5 separate regions of the Mus musculus genome follow, and all the other regions are linked to region 4. Evidence: chromatin contacts called from public Hi-C and promoter capture Hi-C data. All regions are on one chromosome and are shown on one strand. The core of a region is the stretch at or near the end of the contact, and the rest is flanking DNA. Distances in the headings are between cores, read along the strand shown.

Evidence for each region. Promoter capture Hi-C pulls out the DNA fragments that hold promoters and counts their contacts. A called contact is a pair of places that touch in the nucleus more often than the background predicts. Capture Hi-C pulls out chosen DNA fragments and counts their contacts.
Region 1: a contact with region 4 is called in a promoter capture Hi-C map of hippocampal neurons, with 4 times the contacts expected there. The contact joins the promoter of Cd200r1 here to the promoter of Plcxd2 in region 4. A contact is called at or near these places in 3 of 39 promoter capture datasets (the 3T3-L1 cell line, hippocampal neurons and liver) and 1 of 115 datasets of contacts at active chromatin or transcription factors (thymic regulatory T cells).
Region 2: a contact with region 4 is called in a promoter capture Hi-C map of pre-B cells. The contact joins the promoter of Gtpbp8 here to the promoter of Plcxd2 in region 4. A contact is called at or near these places in 4 of 39 promoter capture datasets (the 3T3-L1 cell line, the SN4741 cell line and pre-B cells).
Region 3: a Hi-C map of CD8 T cells shows a contact between it and region 4, with 3 times the contacts expected there. The contact joins the promoter of Spice1 here to the promoter of Plcxd2 in region 4. A contact is called at or near these places in 1 of 39 promoter capture datasets (pre-B cells), 1 of 484 Hi-C or Micro-C datasets (CD8 T cells), 1 of 115 datasets of contacts at active chromatin or transcription factors (astrocytes) and 1 of 9 other capture datasets (liver).
Region 5: a contact with region 4 is called in a promoter capture Hi-C map of adipose tissue, with 3 times the contacts expected there. The contact joins the promoter of Nepro here to the promoter of Plcxd2 in region 4. A contact is called at or near these places in 4 of 39 promoter capture datasets (the 3T3-L1 cell line, liver, neutrophils and 1 more), 2 of 484 Hi-C or Micro-C datasets (B cells and embryonic stem cells), 1 of 115 datasets of contacts at active chromatin or transcription factors (large pre-B cells) and 2 of 9 other capture datasets (adipose tissue and liver).

What each region holds. Positions count from the first base shown.
Region 1 is chr16:44,762,341-44,767,114 of GRCm38.p6, forward strand. It overlaps Cd200r1 (CD200 receptor 1), which reads left to right and starts at 3,396. Exons shown (of 7, transcript NM_021325.3): 1 at 3,396-3,732. The coding sequence starts at 3,669.
Region 2 is chr16:44,743,582-44,748,542 of GRCm38.p6, forward strand. It overlaps Gtpbp8 (GTP-binding protein 8 (putative)), which reads right to left and starts at 2,782. Exons shown (of 6, transcript NM_025332.3): 1 at 2,418-2,782; 2 at 1,814-1,912; 3 at 157-287. The coding sequence starts at 2,756.
Region 3 is chr16:44,345,185-44,349,532 of GRCm38.p6, forward strand. Spice1 (spindle and centriole associated protein 1) reads left to right here and starts at 2,217. Exons shown (of 18, transcript NM_144550.4): 1 at 2,217-2,322.
Region 4 is chr16:46,008,592-46,013,149 of GRCm38.p6, forward strand. It overlaps Plcxd2 (phosphatidylinositol-specific phospholipase C, X domain containing 2), which reads right to left and starts at 1,822. Exons shown (of 4, transcript NM_001134480.1): 1 at 1,103-1,822. The coding sequence starts at 1,265.
Region 5 is chr16:44,722,864-44,727,260 of GRCm38.p6, forward strand. Nepro (nucleolus and neural progenitor protein) reads left to right here and starts at 1,438. Exons shown (of 9, transcript NM_145972.4): 1 at 1,438-1,605; 2 at 4,165-4,319. The coding sequence starts at 1,500.

The DNA.
Region 1 (4,774 bases), core at 2,146-4,645, 1.2 Mb before region 4:
TTTGTTTTTTTTTTGTCTAAGAAAGGGAAAATGTAAAATGGGAATACTAAAGATATTATTCTACACAAGGCTGTGGAGAGAATGAAATAGGGTAATACTTAGGAGGGCTCGACTTTGGATGTTAAGCGTAAGGGCTTAGCAAGTGTTATTTACTGTGACCATGATCAGTAAGATCTAGAACTGATTCTTAGCAACAAATAAAGCATCACTAAAGTTTCTCTATGTATGCAAAGGGTGCTACCACACTAACTAGGGCACATGCTACTTGTTGGATATTACTCATACTTTGTTTTGATACATTCATGTCTATTTTGTGCATAATTTGTAAAATTATAACAAAATGGTTAGCTCTTATATAATAGACATGTAAATGTATAATATATAAATGTATGCATACATGCATACCCATAGTATATGTAAATGATGACATAGTGTCAGTAGAAGTAAAATTTGTCAAGATAAATACCAGCGTAATGATAGGATGTGAAGGTAGACACATATATAGTGCATCAGCTGCATCCTTCTTCTCAGGGCTGGGCAGACACTTGACACTGAAGTGCATCCTGGGCCCTTCCAGATTGAGGAGTACTCCTGAGCAGAAGTTGTTCACTTGAATAGCATTGAAGATAGATACGTAATTTTTTGAGTAAACCAAAGGTACACGTTTGTGGTTGTCACAGTTTAAAGGGGCTTTAGCTAACTTGCTAAGCCTTTAGCTTTTGGCAACCACACTATTGGCCTTGATCTACACTATTCCATTCTGTTTCATGTTTTCAAATCTACACCACCCCATTCTGGATTTTATTTTCTTTTGCCCACAAATTCCTCTATTCTTAATAGATAACAGTGAGAGAAAGATGGAGGGTTTGTGTTTCTGCTTGAGCAATTTCTCTCTCTTGATCTCTCTTCATTCTTCTGTCCTGGTTTCTGGGATCGGGTACCAAAAAGTAGACACAGGGAGAAACTAGGACCTTGAGATTTTTCAGAGAGAAGCGTTTACAAGATGCACACGTGCCTCTCTTATAGTGGTCATGTTCGTTGTACATCTTCAGAGAGAACTGAAGTGGTAGTAAGCTTCTGGGGCCTTAATGTAAATACCTGTTCTCCTTAAGAAGAGAAGGTGGGGCTTGGGAAAGTTGGGTTGTGGGACTTGAGGGCAGAAGGTGTGAAGAAGTAGAGAGACAAAGTAGACTCTTGGTGAGCCTACTTTATGAACTCCATGGTGTGGAAGTTACTGAGTCAACTCTTACACAGCTGGTTAAAGACTGTGATTTGTTCTCAGATGAGCACACAAGGAGAGAGTCTGAAAGATCACTGCTTGAAGGGGTGGGTGGGGCTGTGAGGGGCAGGGCTGTGAGGGGATGGGAGCTGAACCTGAAGAACTCAGCCAGGCCATTGGCAAGCATGAAATCCTTTGATTGGACACTTAGAAGGTCTCTGAAGCTTAGCTTCAATTTTTTTTTTGTTTTTTTCGTTTTTTATCATTGTTTGTTTTATATCATTAAAACAAATGAAAGTAACTTAAAACAAAAGTAATTAAAACAATTTCGAGGCTGTGAATGTGGCTCAATTTATAGTGTCTTGCCTAGTATGCATGAAACCATGGGTTCATCCCCAGGACCACATAAACTAACTGTGGTAGCACATGGCACAGTATAATCTCAGCATTGGGGAGGTGAAGACAGGAGAACCAGGAGTTCCCAGTTATCCGTGGATACACAGAAAGTTTGAGTCCATCCCATCTCAAAAATAAATAATGAAGAGAAGAATAAAAAAAAAAAGAAAAACAAAATTAAAGAATTTGTTCTCTCTCTGCTGTGTGTGTGTGTGTGTGTATGTTTGTGTGTGTACATGTACATGCCATCGTACAAATGTGAAGGCTGGCTATGTTATCTCACTCTACTTTGATGTAGTTGCTGGGGACTGCAATCAGGTCTACAGGCTTGTGTGGCAAACACCTTTACCTACTAAGCCATTTCGCTCCCCTGATCATCAAAACTTTTTGATGACATGGACAAAAGCTCATGCCATTATAATATCAAATAGAAAAGAAATACAGACACAGCTAAGAAAATGAACCAGTATCATTGAGGTTGCTTGGCAGAGAATTAAGCACTGCTCAGATTGTCCTCAGAACCTACAGTGTCAACAGCTTCTTGTGATGGAAAAACAGTATTTAAATTTAAATGACATGTCTTCAAGTCTTTCTTTCTCTTAAGGATCTTATCTCCTTGTTCCTTTGAATCAGAATGGTGCACTGAGAAAGCTTGAGAGGTGGAGGAGGGTAATATATAGAGTTTAATGTTTGGCAAGAGGGAAGAGGGAATTGCTAACTTTGAAAATTCGTGCTGTTTTATCTTTTTTTCCTGTTGACAATGTTTTCTTCCTCTTCCTGGAGCATTTTGCTCAGGGGTAGGAAATTCTTACCACAGAGGTTTTTTGGTTTTTTTTTTTTTTTTCCTTCTTCTCAACTGTAATCTAAGTTTATACTAACTAGTAACATTACACAGAATTTTTCTGGGAAGTTAGACTCTCAGATCTATGACAACTCAAAGGCGGTTATCTGTGACTACAACAACCTAACTCCTCGAAAGTCAAAGAGAATGGAAATTCAGTACTGAGCCTCCCACAGAGGTCTGCGACTGAACGTTCACTGATGTGGCAAAAGGGACTATGTGAATGTAATTAAATTAAGGATCTTCGGATGAACAGACAATGCTCATTGGACAAATTAATCGCAAAGGACCTTGTAAGAGGAAGGCAGAAGGGTCATCATCAGGCGATCAGCTATGGCAATGGAACACAGGTTAGAATGATGTCCGATGGCCGCAGGCTAGAGCGCAGAGACATCTGGGTGCTGGAAAAGGTCGTGTCTCCAGAAGAAGCAAAGGCCTGGCTACGCCTTGATTTTAATCCCATATCATGACGTTCAGACTTTTGACTCCCGGGCAGTGCATTAGTGCTGTGTTTAAGCCTCTCATTTTGGGATTGTTAGGGTAATAATAGAAATAATAGAAAATAATAGAAAAACGCATTTGATGCTCCCAGCATTATGTGTGGGGTTCCAGACTAGATAGTAATCTCACCATGGCATTTTCAAGTAGAAATATTTATTCTGCATTAAAGACTGAGGAAGGGTATACACACTATTATTATTATTATTATTATTATTATTATTATTATTATTATTATATTGGAGAACTTTCCAGAAATTCATTGTGGTTAGGAAATTTACAAGCACGCGGCGAAAATCGATCGATAACCCTCTTCAGTTTTGAATGGAGGTTTAGACACATCCATCTGTCTTGGGCATGTTCAGAGCCTTACTGTACAGTTTATCTGTGAGCAGCAGGAGAAGAGAAAGAGCCAATGGGCTGAAAGTAACCCACTCAGTCAGCTTCCTCTGTCTTTGCTTCACGGTTCTGCACAGGAAATCCATTGCTGTGTCAAGTCCCAGAGAAGTTTCTTCTCTTCCAAGCCAGACTAAAGCACGCGAGTGGAAGGAGTTGGCAGGCAGGACGGGGCTGCTCCCTGCGGATGGGTTAAGAGGTGCGCTACCACGCAGAAGCCAACCCGAGAGAAGAGGGATCCGGGTTATGGTCACTGCTGCTCCCTTACCTCTGAGGAGAAAAAGTACCGAGTGAGCGGCGGAAAACCAGAAAACCGAAATGTTTTGCTTTTGGAGAACTTCTGCCCTAGCAGTGCTCTTAATATGGGGGGTCTTTGTGGCTGGTGAGTCTGAAATTTTTTGGGGGGTGTGGGTGGGGAGAATGACTAAGGGAGGAGAGACCTGTTCTGCGCAGCATTTAAGCCTTGTCCCTTTTCGCTGGGTAACGCAAGCCAATTTCTGTTGTAGAGATAAGGGTTGCTCCAGATATGGGTTACCTTGTCACCTCTACTTTCTGCTTTGTCTGATTTATTTTTGCTTTGTGTTCTATAATGTCCTCCACTGTCGCTTCCTCATCTCCCCTCCCCCTTCAGGACAGGTCAGGATAAATTAAACACATATTCATAGCAATCAAAATGACATGGGGGTCTCTGTATCTTCTTCTTGGGGAAAACCAAAAACCAAAAACCAAACCAACAACCAGCTATCATCTCTGGTCTCCCTCGCCAACAGTGTAAGTTGGGAACGTATCTTTTTTTTTTTTTCCTGACACTTTTCGTGACTGCAGGCTTTACACATACAGTTACACTGGTGTATCTGTGATGTATATTTGCCTTTATCTTGAAGATATGTGGGCTACAGGAGTCACTTTCTGAATCAGGAGGTGCACGCCTCAATGTCTGCAGTTTTGTAGGAGTTCAATAGAATTTGGGGCTACCGTGCGGGTGTCCTGATTTCACTGTAGAAGGGTGGTGGGAGTTCGTGTAGGAGGCTTTTTCATGTTTCACTTTTAGTAGCTGCAGTAGCTACGAGGGAACAACAGACTTAGCTCTGAAATGTATAGTTTAACAATTTAAAGGAGACACGGTATTTCTTTCCTTTCACCAGAATTCCTTTAAAAATCACATTTTGGTCTATCTTCCAGAAAGAGAACATCACATGATAGTCTTACTGGTGAGCACACGTAAGATAACTATGATCCACCACTGCACCCTTCTGCTGAGAATTTTCAGTTATCTGTTCTTTTTGATGTGCATAGCAAGCCATTGAGGTCAGGATGGAAGAAAGCTCCGTTTCACATAGCTAGAACCTAAGCTTAGGGCGGTGAAGTGCTTTGTCCGCAGTACTTATTTCCATAAGCACCACAAAACATTGGAGTGTGCAGTT
Region 2 (4,961 bases), core at 1,532-4,031, 1.3 Mb before region 4:
CCTGGTTCTCAATATTCTAGAGTTATACAAGGATGAAGCGCACCTACAAGTAAGGCGTTTAGTATCTGCAGTGTCTGTCATGTTAGAATCACCTTGACCTTTTAAGGTGCTTTGGGGTCAAATGTCTAACAATGGTAAGAAAAAGAATGTCCTTACTTATTTCGTTCCTTTAGGTAAGTCTCTACCATGTCAACGAAGTCTTCGGGTGCTCTATAGCCATACCCTGGCATGTCCACCAATGTAAAATGTTTTCCAACTTTGAAAAAATTCATTTTCTTTGTGTGCCCCTGATAGAGTAAATGGAAAAAAAAAGCTGGCTTAAAATATATCCTTTATTTCATGCCTAGAAATGTTCATGAACCTAAGTATTCAATCAACAAATACTTATTAAAAGTTGAAGTATATATTCTGAACTACTGTAAATACAAGGGGGAAAAAAGGTGGAGAGAAGTAGCCACCAATGATTAAATCATAATTAAATCTTTTCAATTTTTCAAAAAATATGCTTAGCTTAAAAACTTTACATTTCATATTAGAAATACACAGACAAAATATTTTAGGATCTTTCCTATTTTGCTGTCTGTGAAAACCACCCAGATTAAGGCTGTGTTTGCCATCAGCCAATTCTCTGATGAGCAATGTATACAGAGGAATAACTTAAAAGTGCTGATCAAACATTTATTCTATCACAAAGATTCTTATAACACCCAGATCCGAAGTCTGACATTCATCCTCTGCAGACTAGTGTTTCTGTAAACCAAGATGTTTTTGCATGTGCAGTTTAGTGTCCTCATAAATAATTTTTAAAGAATGTACAACCCCACAATTACAACAGTGAAGTTAAAATTGATGCAAAGATAACACAATGTGGCTACTTGCGCTTTTGCATTCATGAAACACGTAGGAATCAGAAAAGGAAAGACAAACTAGAGTCAATTGTTTGGTATAAAATATCAAAGGAGAGGGCTTTTCGTAAGCGATGATTAAGTTCTTGGTTAGCGTCTTTGTCTGTTAGAAAGTGTTTTTAGAGTTGTGTATTTGAGAATGAAAAGAATACACCTTCTCTATCATTCTCTTATACAAGAGTGGGATTCGTTCTGTCTAGAATTCACCGTTTAGCTGGCTTCTGTGGTGAGGAGGAAGAGTGGTGAAGGATGGAATCCCTGTGATGAAACCAGAGACGCTACTCCATGAAGTGGGAAGGAGAAAGCTAGCTTCATGAAAGGGCTTAAACTTTCGCGGGTGAAACAGTGAGGGTCACAGCTGGTGGAAGTGTTTTGTCAGATGGACACTAAGGTAAGTGGGGCCAGCGGTGAGATTTCGGAAAAGGTTCTTTTAGGTACCAGTTGGCTGCATCAATGAAAAGGAAGGAGAAGAAGGAGAGGATAGCAGAAGGGCAGAAGATCAGAGCTATCTGTGAAGAAAGGCACAGAGTGGCCTTGGGTAAAAGAATACACACATCTGGAATATACACAAGAATATAGAGGACAAAGCAACTTAAACCCTTTTTTCCCTACAACCAATGTAGAACTAGACATTCATTATTATAGAAGAAAACAGCAATAAAATACTTAACTTTGTCAACTAAGGAAAAATTTAGAACAACAATGCTTTCCTTTAGATATTGGCAAGACTACTAAAATCAATTCAGCTATACTTTTGTTTTTCTCAGAGAATATACAGACATTAATGATGTCTTACCTTATTACATATTTTTTAAAAAAATTCTTCTCTAGGAACTTAGCAATTATGATCTCTTGCATCTGCCAATACTTAGGTCTCATTTTATAAATTCAAGAGATACCCAGCATACCGGTTTTTTTGAGATCCTGACTTCTACATCAGGGGCCAGGGAAAATAAGGCCTTTATCAAAGAGGATTTTCCAACATTGCTTCGGCCTATGAAACACACCTAGTATGAGAGAGAGGTAGGGAGAATGGAGTACTTAGTATTCTCAGGGCTGAACAGTGGCTTATTTATTACATGTTGTACTTTCGGGGTTGGAGACGTGGCTCAATGGTTAGGTGCGCTTGCTGCCAGAGGATTGTAGTTCAAGTCCCAGCCAGCACGTATGGCTGCTCCCAACTGCCTGAAACTCCCGTTCCAGCGAGCACTGATGTCTTTTTCTGGGTTCTGAAGGCAACAGGCATGTGGTACACAGACATACATGCAGGCAAACCCACATAAACTAAAATGAAAATATAAAAGCACGGGCGGCTCTTCCGGAACACCGGAGTTGGATTCCCAGCACCCACACTGCGGCTCACTGCGGTCCTCCACGGGCACCGCACACGAGTGGCGCATCCACACGGAGTGTTTTCTTTTGCTGTTACGAGCTCTCTCGCTGGGTGACAGGAAATGAGCACAGGCCGACTCAGGCTCTCGCACCTACAGTAGACCCGGCGGTCAACCTCACCTCCGGCTGCTGCAAACTCGGGGCGTGGTCGAGGCGGACGGCGGAGCTGAGGTACTCGATGCGGTTCCGGGCGGTGGCCTCAAAGATGCTCTCCGCCCGCCCGATGTCCTCCAGGCTCGGGTCGAAGAGTCTCTGTTCGATAAGGCCAGGCCCCGAGTCCGCGGCGAGGTGCTGCCCCAGTTCCCGCAGCGGGTACACTACCTTCGTTAGCTGTTTCTGTGGCAGCCTTAGCACTTCTGCGAAGGCAGGGGACGTGCTGTAAACCCGGGTCCAAGGCCCCAGTGCTGGCGCTTTCTCAAGGAGCCTTCCCATTCTATGACTCAACCTAGCCGCTGCCATTTTCCTCTCCCAGAATCCTCGCGACTGGATTTTATTAGTAGGGTCTGGACAGCGCCAGACAGAAAGCTCGCTGCCGCAGCGCCTGCTGGGAATTGTAGTTTTCTAGGGTCTCCTCACCTGCTCAAGCTTCTCACCACCTCCGGGCAGAAAGGGGGAAACCCCACTGACTTTCTTTAACACCTTGGCTTTACCAACTATGTATCAGATTGGCGTGTTCTGGTCTTCAGCGGTTTCCAGATGCGAAAAACTTACCTTGTCCTGTGATCTTTGAGTCTCAAGGGAAGGAACCATAGGGACAAACTAGTGGATTCCAAGCCCGCTTTGCCTTCTGTTTCCGGTCGTTTTATCGTCGATTGACATTTATCATAAGTTCACGTCACCGAGAAAAACACGTTTGCAAAATTAAATAAGCTGGTGAGAAATGTGGTTGGAATTGCAACTCGTTTTCAGAGAAGGGACGGTATCTCTCTGACAGGCAGAGCGTTGGAGCAGCAGTTGAGAACTGACAAAGATCCATAAACCAGAAACAGAACTGGGAACAACTGGAGTCCTTTGAAGCCCCCAAATACACACCCCCTTCCTCCAATACAGTCATACCTTCTAATCCTACAAGGCCCCACTTTCCAACCCTTTCCAAACAGTTCCCTAAACTCGGGAGCAACTATTCAAATGGCTCATGGGAGCCATTCTCATTTAAACCACCACAAGCATTTAATCATTCCGTGCCCTGTCACTCCATTATTTTCTTTTTAAAGCATCTGCATATAGCAGGCACATAAACTTTAGAGTCAACATATGCTGTGTTTTCCATGGACACTTGTAATCAAACTCTTCCCTAGTCTCTACTGTAGGCAGAAGATCAAAGAGCCAGAGCCAGGTTGACTCCATGACAGGCTGTAAACTGGCAGTTTGGGAGTCTAGGCCTATTTCTGTTTCCCAGAAATGAGGACCCAGATTCAGGAGCCCATGGCCATCCAACCACAGCTGCAGACAGCCAATCCAAGGGTGCCTTACCACCTTGGAAAGTCCCCAGAGCCCTAACAAATCACAAAGGACTCATATCCCTGGAGATAGAGCCAACTAATCAAGAAAAAACAAAAGATAAAAGACACCCACTGCCACCCTAACAGGCTTTAAACTGACCCTGCAGAGCACACACTGGTGTCTCCATTCTTAAATGGAGCGACCTTTGCATGCCGAATTCTGCTGAAAGACGCTCTTTGCTGTTGCATATTATTTGAGTCTGGGGTCTCATTCTCTGGGGGTTCTCAGACCCTAACATTAGCATCGTGTTCCCAGTCCTCCTTGTCTCTCACCTAGATTATTGGCATAGCTTCCAAAATCTAGCTGTGTATCATTGCTTGTTTCTCCTTCAGGTATATTCCCAATGTAATGGCAAACATGATCCTGTTAAAATGCAAGTGAAAATCCCCAACATCTTCTAGTCTCAAATGTAACGTAGCCCACTGATGTAAGAAGCAAATATGCCCCTGTGTTGCTGCATATGCCTGTCTGGAATGCTTCACTTCCAGATATTATTACACGCCTTGTTTCTTTCCTAGTTGGGCTGTTTGTGATCATCCTTCAGAAGAAGTGGCTTTGATTTTGAGAACTGAAGCAGTTCATCACAGAGTTAACACATAAAAAAATTTAGTATGATGTAGACAGGTATTACACACTTTGTATATAATCCTTATAGGCACTTGTTTGTTTGTTTGAGTTGGTTTGCTTTTGAGACAGAGTCTATTACATAGGTCAGACTGGCCTCAAATTCGTGATCATTCTGTCTGAGCCTTCAGAGTGATGTACTACCACACCCAGATTTAGAGCTAAGATTTTTCACTAAAATTCAAGTGACTGAAGTGCTGTGACTATATTCTGCCAGGCTTAGCTGATAAGAACAGGAAGAAGGTTGGTAGATCAGTGAAGAGATTTTGCCATTCTTACAGATCATCACAGTTATTTTTCCATTGTTGTCTGTCTCTGAAACGAATGACTGATTCCAAATGACCCTGAACGATGTAAATCCAGTAGGTATCAAGTTTAGGGATTCCATCTGATCCAAGAAGAAGGTAAGCATTGTAAGGCCGAGGCAGGTAGACAGAATCATGGATATCAGAGAGTCAGCAAGTTCAGAACTCACAGAGATCAAGTGTTTTTGGTTTTTGTTAAGTATAGAATAGAGTTTATTCAGGGCATGGGAAA
Region 3 (4,348 bases), core at 967-3,466, 1.7 Mb before region 4:
CGAGACAGGGTTTCTCTGTATAGCCCTGGCTGTCCTGGAACTCACTTTGTAGACTAGGCCGGCCTCGAACTCAGAAATCTGCCTGCCTCTGCCTCCCGAGTGCTGGGATTAAAGGCGTGTGCCACCACGCCCAGCTAAGATTCATTTTTTAAAGCTACCATTTCTCCACTAAACTACCTTTATGAAACATTAGTTTTCTACACTTGTATGAGTTTACTTTGAGTTTTGCTTTACTTCATTGATATATTTGAATGACTGTTTTCTTAGTCAGGGTTTGTATTCCTGCATCATGGCCAAGAAGCAAGTTGGGGAGGAAAGGGTTTATTAAGCTCACACTTCCACATTGCTGTTCATCATCAAAGGAAGTTAGGACTGGATCAGGAAGCAGGAGCTGATGCAGAGGCCATGGAGAGATGCTACTGGCTTGCCTCCCCTGGCTAGCTCACCTTGCTTTCTTATAGAACCCAAGACTACCAGCCCAGGGATGGCACCACCCACAACGGGCCCTCCCACCCTTGATCACTAACTGAGAAAATGCCTTACAGCTGGATCTCATGGAGACATTTCCTCAAAGGAGGCTCCTTTCTCTGTGATAACTCCAGCTTGAGTCAAGTTGACACACAAACCCAGACAGTATAACTGTCGATCCATATCATGACATTATGATTGCTATAATCTTCATAATAAGTTTTAAAATCAGTCATGTTTAGAAATCAAATTTTGTTCTTTTGATTTTGGCTATTGTAGGTCTTTCACAAGAATTTCAGAATCAGTTTGCTAATTATTTTTCTAAAGAAAATGCATTTTAATAGGTATGAAATACATAAAATAAACAAGATATATATATATATATATATATATATATATATATATATATATATGGAAAAGAATAAAACAAGGAAGCAAGTGGAACAACATATATTATTGTCCTACTGTCTAGTTTGTTTCTAAAGAGAAATTGTTATATACCCTTTTTATGTTCTTGTGCACATATGTTTTTAGATTTTTTTTCTTTATCACTAGTTTTGATTGATTTGATTATTATGTACTTTGTAGTTTTCTTGTGTGTGTGCATGCGCACACATGTTTCATTGGGTTTTGGAAGTTGAAGGAAAAGATGAACTCTGTGGGTAAATATGTTGATAGAAGGCAGAAACAGTGATGGAAGCGGATTTAAGTTTTCTGAAATTAATTCAGTGTTAAAAACGAAATGAGAAGCAAGTCCATAGACTGGCATGAGGTTAGAGGAGATAAATAAGAAAGTATACTACTGTTATCTAGGGGAGTGAGAGAATTAACGGAGCAGAGACCTAACAGGATGCTCCATCAACTTTAGGTAGGGGCTTACCTAAAGTTGGGGGGCATGAGTCAGCATGGACAAGCACTTAGGAGAGCCAGTGCTGGTTACTTGGCAAGTGACTACAGCAAGTTGGAGAGGAAGGGGTGATGACGATTACATAGACAACACGTCCACATTGGATCAGAGTGGAAAGTCTCAGAAGGCAGTTCATTGCACCTGGATGACACTGAATATACACCTGTTGATCCGTGTGTAGCTTTCCCCTTAACAATTGAAGGTCAGGGGTTTCCAAGGAACTTATCAAGGGTAAGACATTCATTGTAAAGTCCTTAACATGATTTATGAAGTTATGCACATCCTGCCTCCACCCAAGCACAATCACCAAGTTTTCTCAACTTCTATTCCTCCATTGCAGTTTGACGTACATCCTTGCACAGGCAATTCCCTCTGTAGAAATGCTCTTTCTTTTTAAATAATCTACTCCTCCTTTCATTTCAGCTTTCCTGCGATATTGAAATATTCCCATAAGGTCACTATCTAGTTTGTACAGTTCCTTCTTAGCATGTATACAGTTTTCACCTTATACATTTCGGTCGTCAATAGCTTGCTGCTATGGGGTTGTAAACTTGCTGAGAGCAGGGTCAGTTTTAGTTCCCGGTGAACCTAGCGCGTTTGGCTCCACTGGGAGGTAGCAAGACATATTTCTAAGCAAACGATCAAAAGTTAAGGCAAGGAAGTGCGGTATGTGGAGGTTGGTGTGCAAGTTTCTTTTGGAGACTTCTAGAGGCTTATGACAGGCGCGCCATTTGGCCCTTTGGGTGAGAACTGCAGAGCCCCACGCCAGTACCGCCTCTGGGTCGCCTCGGAGGAGCTCGCCGGATGTACGCAAAGGCGTGGGGGCGGAGCTCTGGTAACCCAGGCAACGGCCCGGAAGCCACTTTCCGCGTTCCCCCGTGGCGGGCTCTGTGGTTCTGGAGGCTGAACTTTTAGTCGGGGCGGAGGCACAGTCGGCCAGCGGCAAGGCAGGTTGGGGTGAAGCGGGGGCATAGGGCGAGGAGAAGCGGCCGGCGTCTCCGCCTGGGTCTCGGCGCCCGGGTGGGCGTGCGCACCCCAGGGCCGGCCGCTCGCCTCGCAGAGCCTGAGAGTGCGGTTCCGGGGAGCGCCTGGATCCCCCGCGGGACAGCGGGCCCCGCGCACGCGCGCCGCGTTCCCGCACCCTGCTGGCGGGAGAAATCCCGAGGCCGGCGGGTGATGCAGTTGTTTACTGTCCCGCTAGGGAGTGGCAGAGTATCGGGTGTTGGGACAGGGCGCGTCCTTTAAGTTGAGCGTTTAGGTGAGGGTTTCTAAGGAAGGGGCCGTTTGAAAGTTTGGGACAGGCTTGAGCTTGGGAGTCAAAAATAGGAAATTGTTCCAGACAGTGCATGGCACTGCTTGTGAAGGTCACAGCTGGGTCTCAGTATGGGTGGGAGGGAAAACTGGGGCCGCACGAAGAGCAGCTCTTGAAGTTGGATTTTTCTCTACAGTGGGCTCCATTAAAATCTTACGAGGGAGTAAAACGTTGAGATCCCTGTATCCCTGTATCCGGGTAAGATTGATGGCAGGGACAGTGTTCTGGTTGTCCCCCAGTTTGTTTTCATACTAGTTAAGGTAAATCTGGTAGAATTCCACCATCCCTCCTTAAGAGCAGGCAAGGGCTTCCAGTGGTCTTTTGTATAGCCCTCAAATTGCAGGGGCCCTCAGTTAGCTTTTAGACTGTTATTGTTCAGACTGAAACAAATTCTGTAAATGTTCCACACACACACACACACACACACACACACACACACACACACACCCACTTGCAGAGAACATTTTCTTTCTGATTTTCTCCCCCCATCCCCCTTTCTTTTTTTGTTTTTTTCAAGACAGGGTTTCCCTGTGTAGCCCTGGCTGTCCTGGAGTTCACTCTGTCGACCAGGTTGTCCTCGAACTCAGAAATCTGCTTGCCCCAGCCTCCCAAGTGCTGAGATTTAAGGCTTGGGCCACCACTGCCCAGCATTCTGATTTTCTTTTATTTACTCTTTATTTTCAGCCCGACTTTGTGGAGGGAATTAAGGAGAGGAGGCAGCTTTTCTTCATGTGTATTGAAGATTAGGAACTTCCTTGACACAAAGAATTAACTTTCAGGCTTGCCTTTTGTAAGAAGTTGTTTAGTTATGATCTTTTGAGAAACGTACCTCTGAGAGGGCACAGGCTACTTCTCTGTTTTGTTTTATTTGGTGCCTAGCAAGCACGTTGAAAGTTACTTGATAACGTGGAGTGGATGGATGAATGGGAAGAAAACCTTACAGGAAAATTAATAACAGGCTGTTCAGAATTGTTCCTAGTAGAAATGGAAAAGAACGGACAGATGGGCGGGATATTTCAAGGAAGGATTTATAGATTGTGTTACATAGCAGACAAAGAGACAGTTAGGAACCAGAGGCGATGCTTACGCTTAAGCCAGAGCAACAAGAAGGATGGCAATTCTCTAAGTTTAGTAACTGAGTCAAACAGTTAGGTATCTAGATCTAGAGGATTGGGAGGGCTGTGCCAAACGAGCTGCATCTTACTATACTCTGAGGTGTATGGAAGGGCAGTGAATGCACAGCAAAGGACGCTTGATGTTTTAGGGACAGTTAGGAAACATTCATTAGAAACTGTCTAGTTATGGTCCTTTAGTTATGTGTCTGTGTGCCCGGTATAGGAATAGCTTTGCTGAGAGGTTTCTGAGAATCACTAAGGGGGCTGTTGGACCTCACGATGGTCCAGAAAGCAAGCTCAGTGGAAGTTGGCATATGACTAGACTCATTTGCAGTTTACTGCCATTGCTCACATCCAGTGCGTGGGGGTGTGGTAGGGTTCCCCAGTATTGGGTGAAGGGACACGTGTAAGAGGAGGACAGGACAGGGATAGACCGAGATGAGGGCCCTTGGCTACGTTTTCCAAGGAAAGAGTCCAGCGTAGTCTGAAGAGGAAAGAGTAGTGAAATAGCAGGAAAAAGGGTGTTGTGGAAGCCGCGGAAGAGGA
Region 4 (4,558 bases), core at 572-3,071:
AAGGCAAACAAAAACAAACCAAAACAAAAACCTCCCAAAACCCAAAACAACAACAACAACAAAAAACCCCAAACCTCTCTGTCCCATGCATAGAAAGCAGATGGAGGTGTCTTGAGGTCATCTTTTAAGGCAGAAGAGAAAAGCAAGTAGGTCCAGGGAATGCATGTGGGCTTGTCTGAGAGTCTAAACTTTAATTGCTATGTCCCCAAGCAAGAGAAAGAACTGGTCCACCGCTTGCTCCCTGAGTGCTTCTTAAGTACCAGCATTGTAGGATTTCACCCACCTCACCAACCTGAGCTCAGTGTGGTCTAAACATCCTGCCCAAGATAACTATGTTTTAGCAAGCCTTTCAGTGGAAAGATCAACCAATTGCCCGAGAGCACTGTCAAGCTTTGAAGCCTCTGGCAGAGGAATGCAGCAAGAACAGAGGTGCTTCTCAAGGCTCCAGTTCTACATCAGCTAGGCAGACACCTGTGTATATATAGACAAAGCTTCAAACACCGTCACTTCATCACACCTAATGACTGCCTGTGAGGACAGACTGCATCCTCTATTTCTGGCATTTCCAACAACAAAACTATGTGCCTTGATGCCCAGCCTAGAATCTGAACCTATTTTCTAACACTTATCTGATTTTTGTTTTCAAGAAAGGTCAGATAAATGAGAAAAATATTCTTTTCAGCTTCAATGTTGACCCAGAGCTAAGATTGTTAAGGACTTTCTACCCATTATTCTTGATCTCTCCCCCTTTCCCTTAAATGATTCAAGTCAGCGAGCCTTTCACATACCCAGGCCTCTGCATCAAGATGGTTAACATTCTTAGACTGAGGCCGTATGGTGTAAACAAAATAAAAACAACAAAACAACAGCGCAGTGATTCCATTCTCTCAACTGTCCCTTTTGCCAGTGATGCAGTCGGCTTGACTGACTCTCTTTACAGCAGCTACCTTCCTGTTAAGTTTTTTTTTTTTTTTTTTAATTTGGAAATAAAAAGAGATCACTGACAATTGTTTTTCAACACAACAGAAAACAACCAACCCACTAGCAAACACTAAAATGGCAGCATTAAACACAGTGCGAACAAGTAGTTATAGACGAATACCTGGGATTGCCAGATTGGAAAGGGGGACGTTGTGGAGGTGAGCGGGGAGCGAGGCCATCCAGTCGGCATTGCAGACCTCCGAGGCTGTCTTTGTCCCGCTGGGATTGGGAGAGCAGATGGTACCCATCCTGAGTTTCCTTCTGGCCTTTCTAAATGCAAGCATCCCTGTCGTCCACGATTTAGACAGGCTCAGTCTAGTGCCACTCACTCTGTGGTCATCACCGCTCGGGGCTCTCTAAACATTTCAGAGCACATGGGTCACGCCAGTCTTTTCAAGATCCTTTTCTAGCTGGGAGATGGGTCAAATAGGTGCTCCCCTGCCTGCTGCTCCCGCAGTCCCCACCCTCTTCGCCTTGCCACTGAGATCCACTCCTTTAATCTCCTCAGTCCCTGGTCAGTTAAACTTCTTAGTTCCCCTCTGGAGACGGGGGAGGCAGGCCCGAAGATACAAACCTTCCTGAAACCCACAACATCCAGGAACAGCCACACCCGGAGCTACTCACACGACAGGTGCCCACAGGGCATAGAGACGTGCCAGCGGGCTGCACACACGTGCGCACCCGGGTTGCACCATCTCTTGTTCATGGGTGCTTCCGTGGGTTTCCCCGGGCTGGTACACAGGCTGGGCCTGCCTGCACCCCCGCCCCCTGGCTTCTCTGCCCACTGCCCTGTGCTTTTCTGAAGGGCTCTCAGAAGAGTAACCGGCAGCCCCGGGACTCTGGCGGCCCCGCCCCGCACTGCCGGGCAGATTTGCCAGACTAGGCGAGCTGTGATTGGTCGTTGGCGGGATTCTCTCTGATTGGACAACGCTCTGAGGGCCCGCCCCTACATCGCGCTCCCACGCCTCCCCTGCTTCTTAGCTCCTCCCCTCTCCACTCCAGCGGGGTAGCGAGTGGACAGGTCGGGCTGCGGCCTGCTGCTCCGGAAGGGGAGATGTGCACCGTGGCCGGCTGTCCTCAGATTGATCTTTTTCTTGTAGATCTCTGACGCGACCTCAAAGGTTTCTCCTCTCTCCCTCGGCCTTACTCTCACTGCGGTGAAAATTACCCAGAAACGCGCTACTTTTTTTTTTTTTTTTTTTCAAACCACCGTAGCAGCAGAAACAGGAGAGCTAGAGAGGCCAGAGAAAGGTGCTGCTGCGGCTCCTATTTAGATGGCAGCATCAAAGCAGGTTTGTGTTTGAAACAATGCAAACTGACAGTTCTCCTGCACAGTCCGCTGAAACTGGCCAGTGCCATTATTTCCGTTTCACAGAGGAGGAGATAATGGTGCTTTGGGTTCCTGTTGCTGTTGTTTGAAACCTTTTGAATTATTTGTCTCACCTGCTCCTCACAGCATTACCACAAGACTCAGAGTTGCTGATACACTTCCTCGAATGGATGAAACAGCCTGAGGCAGGTCACGTGGTGGCAGTCTGTGCAAAGTTCATTTTGAAATGAGGTTCCCTAACTCGGTCTGTAGAACACAGACCCACTTCTCTGCTTCCTGAACTGTTCCCACTTCAAATAGTATTCAAATGTAGTACAGAGTTTTATAATCCGATATTGTTAGTTAAAATTTGTAGTTAGATTTATATATTTCTTGTATGCGTTTTTCTGTGAGAACATGCATGTGTGCAGTTCAGAGGACAGATTACTCCAGTTCTCTCCTTCCTTGAGACCGTCCCCGGGGCTCAGATCGTCAAGTTTGGCAGTAAGCACCTTTACTCACTGAGCCACCTCCAAGATCTGACCTGCATACTTTGCAAAAAATAAAAATAAAATAAAATAAATAATAAAAAAATACTATTTTGGCAAACAGATAATTTTATTTAAAAAATTTTAAATTAAGGTAGCCTTTTATAGCAAGAAGGACCCTAGAGACTCAGGAGGGCCTTAGGGGAAAAGAGAACAGTGGCCAGAACTCTTAAAACTCCTGGAGTTTATGTATAAAACCCTAGGGCAGCTGTCGTTTAATCACCAGATGACCTCCATTTTACCCCTGTATCCCAGGCTACCTGTCTTAGTTAGGGTTTCCGTTGCTGTAAAAAGACACCAAGTCCAAGGCAACTCTCATAAAAGACATTTAACTGGGGTTGGATTACTGGTTCTGAGGTTCAGTCCATTATCCTCATAGCAGGAAGCATGGCAGGCCCTGGAAGAGCTGAGGGTTCTACATGTTGTTCCAAAGGCAAAACACAGGTGAAGACTGGCAAACCCCACCCCCATAGTGACACACTTCCTCTATCAAGGTCACTCCTACTCCAACAAGGCCACACCTCCTAATAGTGTCATTCCCTGGGCCAACCATATTCAAAAGACCACATTCTACTTTCTGGCTCCCATAGGCTTGTTAAAACACATGAGTCTATGGGGGCTACAGCTGGCCAGAGTATAATGAAAAATACATTGAGTTCAACTTCAAAAGTCCCCATAATCTACAGCAGTCTCAACAATGTTAAAAGTCCCAAGCTCAAAGACTCTTCTGTGATTCATCCAATCATTTAACTGTAATTTCCTACAAAATCAAAGTCAAAAGGCAGATCACATGCTTTCAACATCACGGGATGTATATTACCATCCCAAAACATTACAATGAGTGAATACTGGACCAAAGCAAGACCAAAAACCAGAGCTGTGTGTTTTCAGAAAACACTTCCTAGAAGATTTCACCTCAGTGATGCTGGTCAAGTTCTCCGTAAAAAGCCTTTGTTTCCCCTTTCTAGACTGTGGTTTCATTCCAGATTAAAAGTCCAAAGGAAAAAAATAACAAAGTAATAAAAAGCCTAACATGCTATAGCTATTCCTTCCTCAACACTAAATGGATAAACAACAAACTTAGCTGGATGGGGTCTTGCCCCAAAGTCACCACCCACTTAATATGTTTATCTTCCTGAACACAGGGCTCAGCTTCATTTTACTTCCTGGTGCCCCGTTAATGCTAGAACCATACATTATGTCTTTTTTTTTCCTTTGTCAGCTTGCTCCTTTTCATCAAAATGTTCCTCATAACAGTGAATTTTAATAACCACACAACAGAGTTTATACCAGGCTGTTTTGAGATTTCTCTTGTTGATGCAAATAATTTAAATCTCTTCACTTTGCTTCATGCAGACTCTTCAGACAAGAGCAAAGCACCCAGATTATTCACCAAAATATCATGCACACACACACAGACACACACACACACACACACACACACACACACACACAAATAGTCTCTAGAACACACACTAACATTCTTTTCTTTGAACTTTTTGAGCCTGGTGGCCACAGTTCAAACCATCCTCAGCAACAATGTCTTCTATTTCCCTACGAGGGTGGCCCATTAGGTCCCACTTAAAGCATTCTACTGTTTTCCAAAACCCCAAATCCACATTCCTCCAAAAAAACATGGTCAGGAGCTATCACAGCAATTCCCCAGTCTCTGGTACCAAGTTCTCTCTCAGTTAGGGTTTTCAATGCTGTAAAGAGACAC
Region 5 (4,397 bases), core at 188-2,687, 1.3 Mb before region 4:
AAAGTCTGGAAAAGTCAAGGAAACTCTTCTTTAAAGCCCTCAGAAGGAAACAGCCCATTAAACAGCTAATTTTAGCTCAGTAAGACTGAACTGGGGCTAGGAAGGCGTTTCAGAGGGTTGGGATGGAGAAGGGATGCCTCTGGGGACTGATCACCAAACACTGAGTTCCAGGATCAGCGGGAGAGCCTGACTCAGAAGCAAAGGTGGGTAGTGGTAAAGGAAGACCCTGACCACTACCCTTAGCCTCCAACGTGCACACACGACACATCTCCAACTAAAATATCTTCTGTCTTCCACAAGTCCAGAAACATTATGTTGATTCTGTTAAGTCTGTGGTAATATGTTACAGCCCAAATAGGAAACTAACACACAGGTAATTTGGTAGTGCATTAGAGGGGCATTTAAGTCGTTATGGTGTGAGGATAGTTTACGAAGTGTTATTAAAGATAGTGATCCCAGAGCTGACTGAAGAAGTGAGATTGTTTCAAAATGGTTCAAATGAAAGAGCAATTAAGCTGGGCAGTGGTGGCACACGCCTTTAATCCCAGCACTTGGGAGGCAGAGGCAGGAGGATTTCTGAGTTCAAGGCCAGCCTGGTCTACAGAGTGAGTTCCAGGACAGCTAGGGCTATACAGAGAAACCCTGTCTCGAAAAACCCAAAAAAACAGAAAAAAAAAAAAAACAAAAAAACAAAAACAAAAACGAGCAATTATCTGTAAGGAACACACAGGACAGAGAGCATCTCAGTAGGGCAAGATTACTTGCGTTAAATACGTCTAGTAAGAGTAAAAATTTGTACAGCAGGCACTGTTCTAAGAAGTCTTTACCCCCAAGCACACTGAGGTCTGAAGAAATTACCTTTTTGGGATAATATATGGTAATCCGCAGACATAATGAAGCAACTTGGCAGTCTCACTTAATGCCCACCAACTGCTCCTCTCCACCCTGCGAAAGAAACCTTATGAACAGAAGCAAGAAGGCCCCAAGGACTTAAAACGAACAATCACCAGTAATCAGTGATCAGAACCAGCAGAGCCTGGAATATTTTGTCGGAGAAAATGACGGTGATAATGGGTGGTCAAGACAACCTCTGGGTTTTTTGTAATTATTGAAGTTGAGCTATATCCAAGCTATATAGTTTTCCTTGACTACTCCAAATAAATCGTGACTACGTGACGAATGTCACATTTGCTGATATGATGCGAGTTCTTCTTTTCAAAATATCCGAGTAAGAGTTAAAAGGCTGGGCCTCACTCGGATCCATCAGTAAAATGCATAGCTTCGAAGTTGCTCTAAAAATGTAGGAGCCTCAGAATACTCTAACACGTTTCTCCTTTCCCAGCGGGTCTAACGGGCCGTGACTCCGCCCCGGGGCGGGCCCCACACCTCCGGCCCGCCCCGCTCCGCCCTCGTCCCCTCCCTCCCTCCCTCTCCTGCCCAGGCCGCTCAACTCGCTCACGCTCCGCTCGGCCTTCCCCGGCCCTCCCACGCCGCTCGAGATGGCCGCTGCGGTGCGGCCGGGTGCGGAGCCGTGGAACCGCGTGAGGATCCCCCAGGCGGGGAACTGCAGCACGCTGACCGTGCGGGACCCCAGCGCCACCCTGGGTGAGTGTGGCCGGCAAGGAAGTCCTAGCGTGTCTCCGGGAACCGGCGGGCGGGCTCACGTGGGACGGGGTGGGACTTCCTGAGCGCGGGGCACGCCGGGAAGGGGAGCGCCAGGCGGAAGGTCCGGCCTGGATAGTGTGGCATGAGGATTGCTGGCAAGCGCCTGGGCTTCGCCGTGACTGTGCTGGAACAGGAGAGCACGACTAGTCCCGGCCCTGCATGTGTAGCCCCCAAACGCTGCCTGGGTCCTGTGCTGTCCCCAAGGATCGGGGCTGTCACCCAAGTACCGTACGCCGGGGCTTCGGACCTCCGGCTTGTCTCTAAAATACAAGAGCTCGTTTTCCCCTTACTGGGCGAGGGAGTTACTCTGGTCTCTCGGTTCTTCTCAAGTGGGGAAAAATGAGATAGTTAGAGCAGTTTGTTTAGAAAACAGGGACTCGCAAAGAGATGTGTGTGGGGGTGGGGTCTGTGTTGTGAGTTTTAATTTAGTTTGTTAGTATATATGCTGTGGAGGTGTTAACCATATAAGAGGGATCGGGCGATTTGATTTACCCGCTCCCAAATCACGGGCCGGCTCTCGTTTGGAACGTTCTTCCCATGATCCTTTAGAAAAGCCTATTGGGTGGGTGGGACGAAAAGATGGGCCCATGCGTATGGCCAAGCCGAAATGAGGATTCTCAGGATTCACGTGGTAAAAAGCGAGAACCAACTTCTGCAAGTAATATGTTCTACATCTCCCCCTGGATTTAATGCTGTGCTACAACCCCGACCCCCCCAAAACGTAATAAAATATTCAAACCTAAATATTATAATGAGGTGGGGGTCTTTCGAATTGTGAGTTAATACCTGGGTTGCCTTAGTTTTTTGTTGTTGTTTTTGTTTTTTGAGACTGAGTTTTCTGTGTAGCCCTGGCTTTCCTGGAACTCACTCTGTAGACCAGGCTGGCCTTGAACTTAGAAGTCCCCCTGCCTCTGCCTCCCCAGTGCTGGGATTAAAGGTGTGCGCCAGAGCGAGAGCAGCCTACCTAAGCTTGAAGGATGTTTAATCACGAAGGGACATTCAGCTACCGGGAGACACAGCTACGAAATACTGTAGTTTTCACGGTTACATCCAACTTTTTGTTTTTGAAGCTGCTTTTGGTCCTATGACTGTCAGTTACTTTTTGTTATTTCTAAGACAGGTTTTACCCCAGTCAAAAATGGGGATAAAAAATAGTACCAGCTTCTTGGCCATATTGGGGAAATGAAAAGGTTGATACCACGAAGCATTTGTAACAGTGCCTGGTTTGACAGTCAAATGACCGTAGCTGTCATTACAGACACATTTGGTAATTGTTAACTAAGTACAACCTATCGAGTATTCTCACCCCTCTTCCCATCTATCTTTCCTACGCAGTTTTAAGTTCTTTCTAATTCCTTAGTCACAATTTTAAAAACAGATTACTATGGGAAATTCACCAACTCCTCATCACCCAGGTAGCTGATTTAATTTCTCCAGATAGGACAGAGCTTTTCACTTAGAATGCTTGTGTTTCCTTTCTGAGCCACCAGATGGAGCCTGACGCCTGCTTCCCAGCTGCTCATGTTCCGATTAGGAAACATTTGTATAACCATTCAGTTACATAATACAATTTCCAGTGGCCCTGGTGGTTTCTCTTTTCTGGATGTAGTTTCCCATTGATATCCACAGAGGATTGGCTCTAGGAATCCTTCCTTATAAAGAAATGTGTACATGCTCGAGTCTATATAACATGGTAGATAGTATTTGCAGTAGGACCTATCTTTCTGTATACATTAACACTATCTACTTTGCTTATGAAATCCTATACAATATGACATTACAGATGGAATTTTGGGGGGCTATATTCAGTGTGAGGTTGCTTGAATACACAGATGGTGCTCACAGGTAGAGGGCTGAATGTATTGTATATTCTTATCAAAATGTGGTATTCATGGGGCAGGAGAGATGGCTCAGTAGTTAAGAGCAGACTGCTCTTTCAGAGGTCCCGAGTTCAGTTCCCAGCAACCACATGGTGGCTCACAACCATCTGAAATGGTGCTGGATGCCCTCTTCTGGTGTGTCTGAGGACAGCTACAGTGTCCTCATAAAATAAGTAAATCTTAAAAAAGAGAAAAAAGTTGTATCCAAATACAGTTCCTTTGCCTTTGAAGGCTGTAATTGTATGCATGCTGTCTTGCTCACCTGCAGAGCAAAGTGAGGGGTTTATAGATAGATGGAACATGGCCAGGCTTTTTGATATTCGGGGTGTAAGTGCACACCAAATGATAGCTGTAAAAGCAGTCTATTACTCACAGTCACGGTAAAAAGTGATGTAAAGACAGACACATGTTAATATTTAACACATGTTCCCTTATTGATCACCTGCCCTCATTTTTCCAGTGTCTTTCGTAGAATCCTTAATTTTTATAGTTGAGGCCAGTTTGTGTTTTGAGTTCTTTAAAGCAAATGAGGTAGACTGTTTTAGTGTGTTTCTCATCCGGTGGGTGCAGTAAGTATAGGATTGCATACTGAGTCTCGTTTTAACTGTCTCTGCTTTAGATATCTGCACTGCAGCTGTCACTAAAGGGTGCCACCTTGTCACACAGTCACTCAAGAGCCAGACCTTGGATGCGGAAGTAGATGTGTTATGCTCAGTTCTCTACAGCAATCACAACAGGTTGGGCCACCACAAGCCCCATTTGGCCCTCAGACAGGTGAGGGGAGCTCTGTGCTCCACATATAGCCGGGTACTGAGGGACATGAGGCTCACACTGCCACTTACTAGTTTGTTA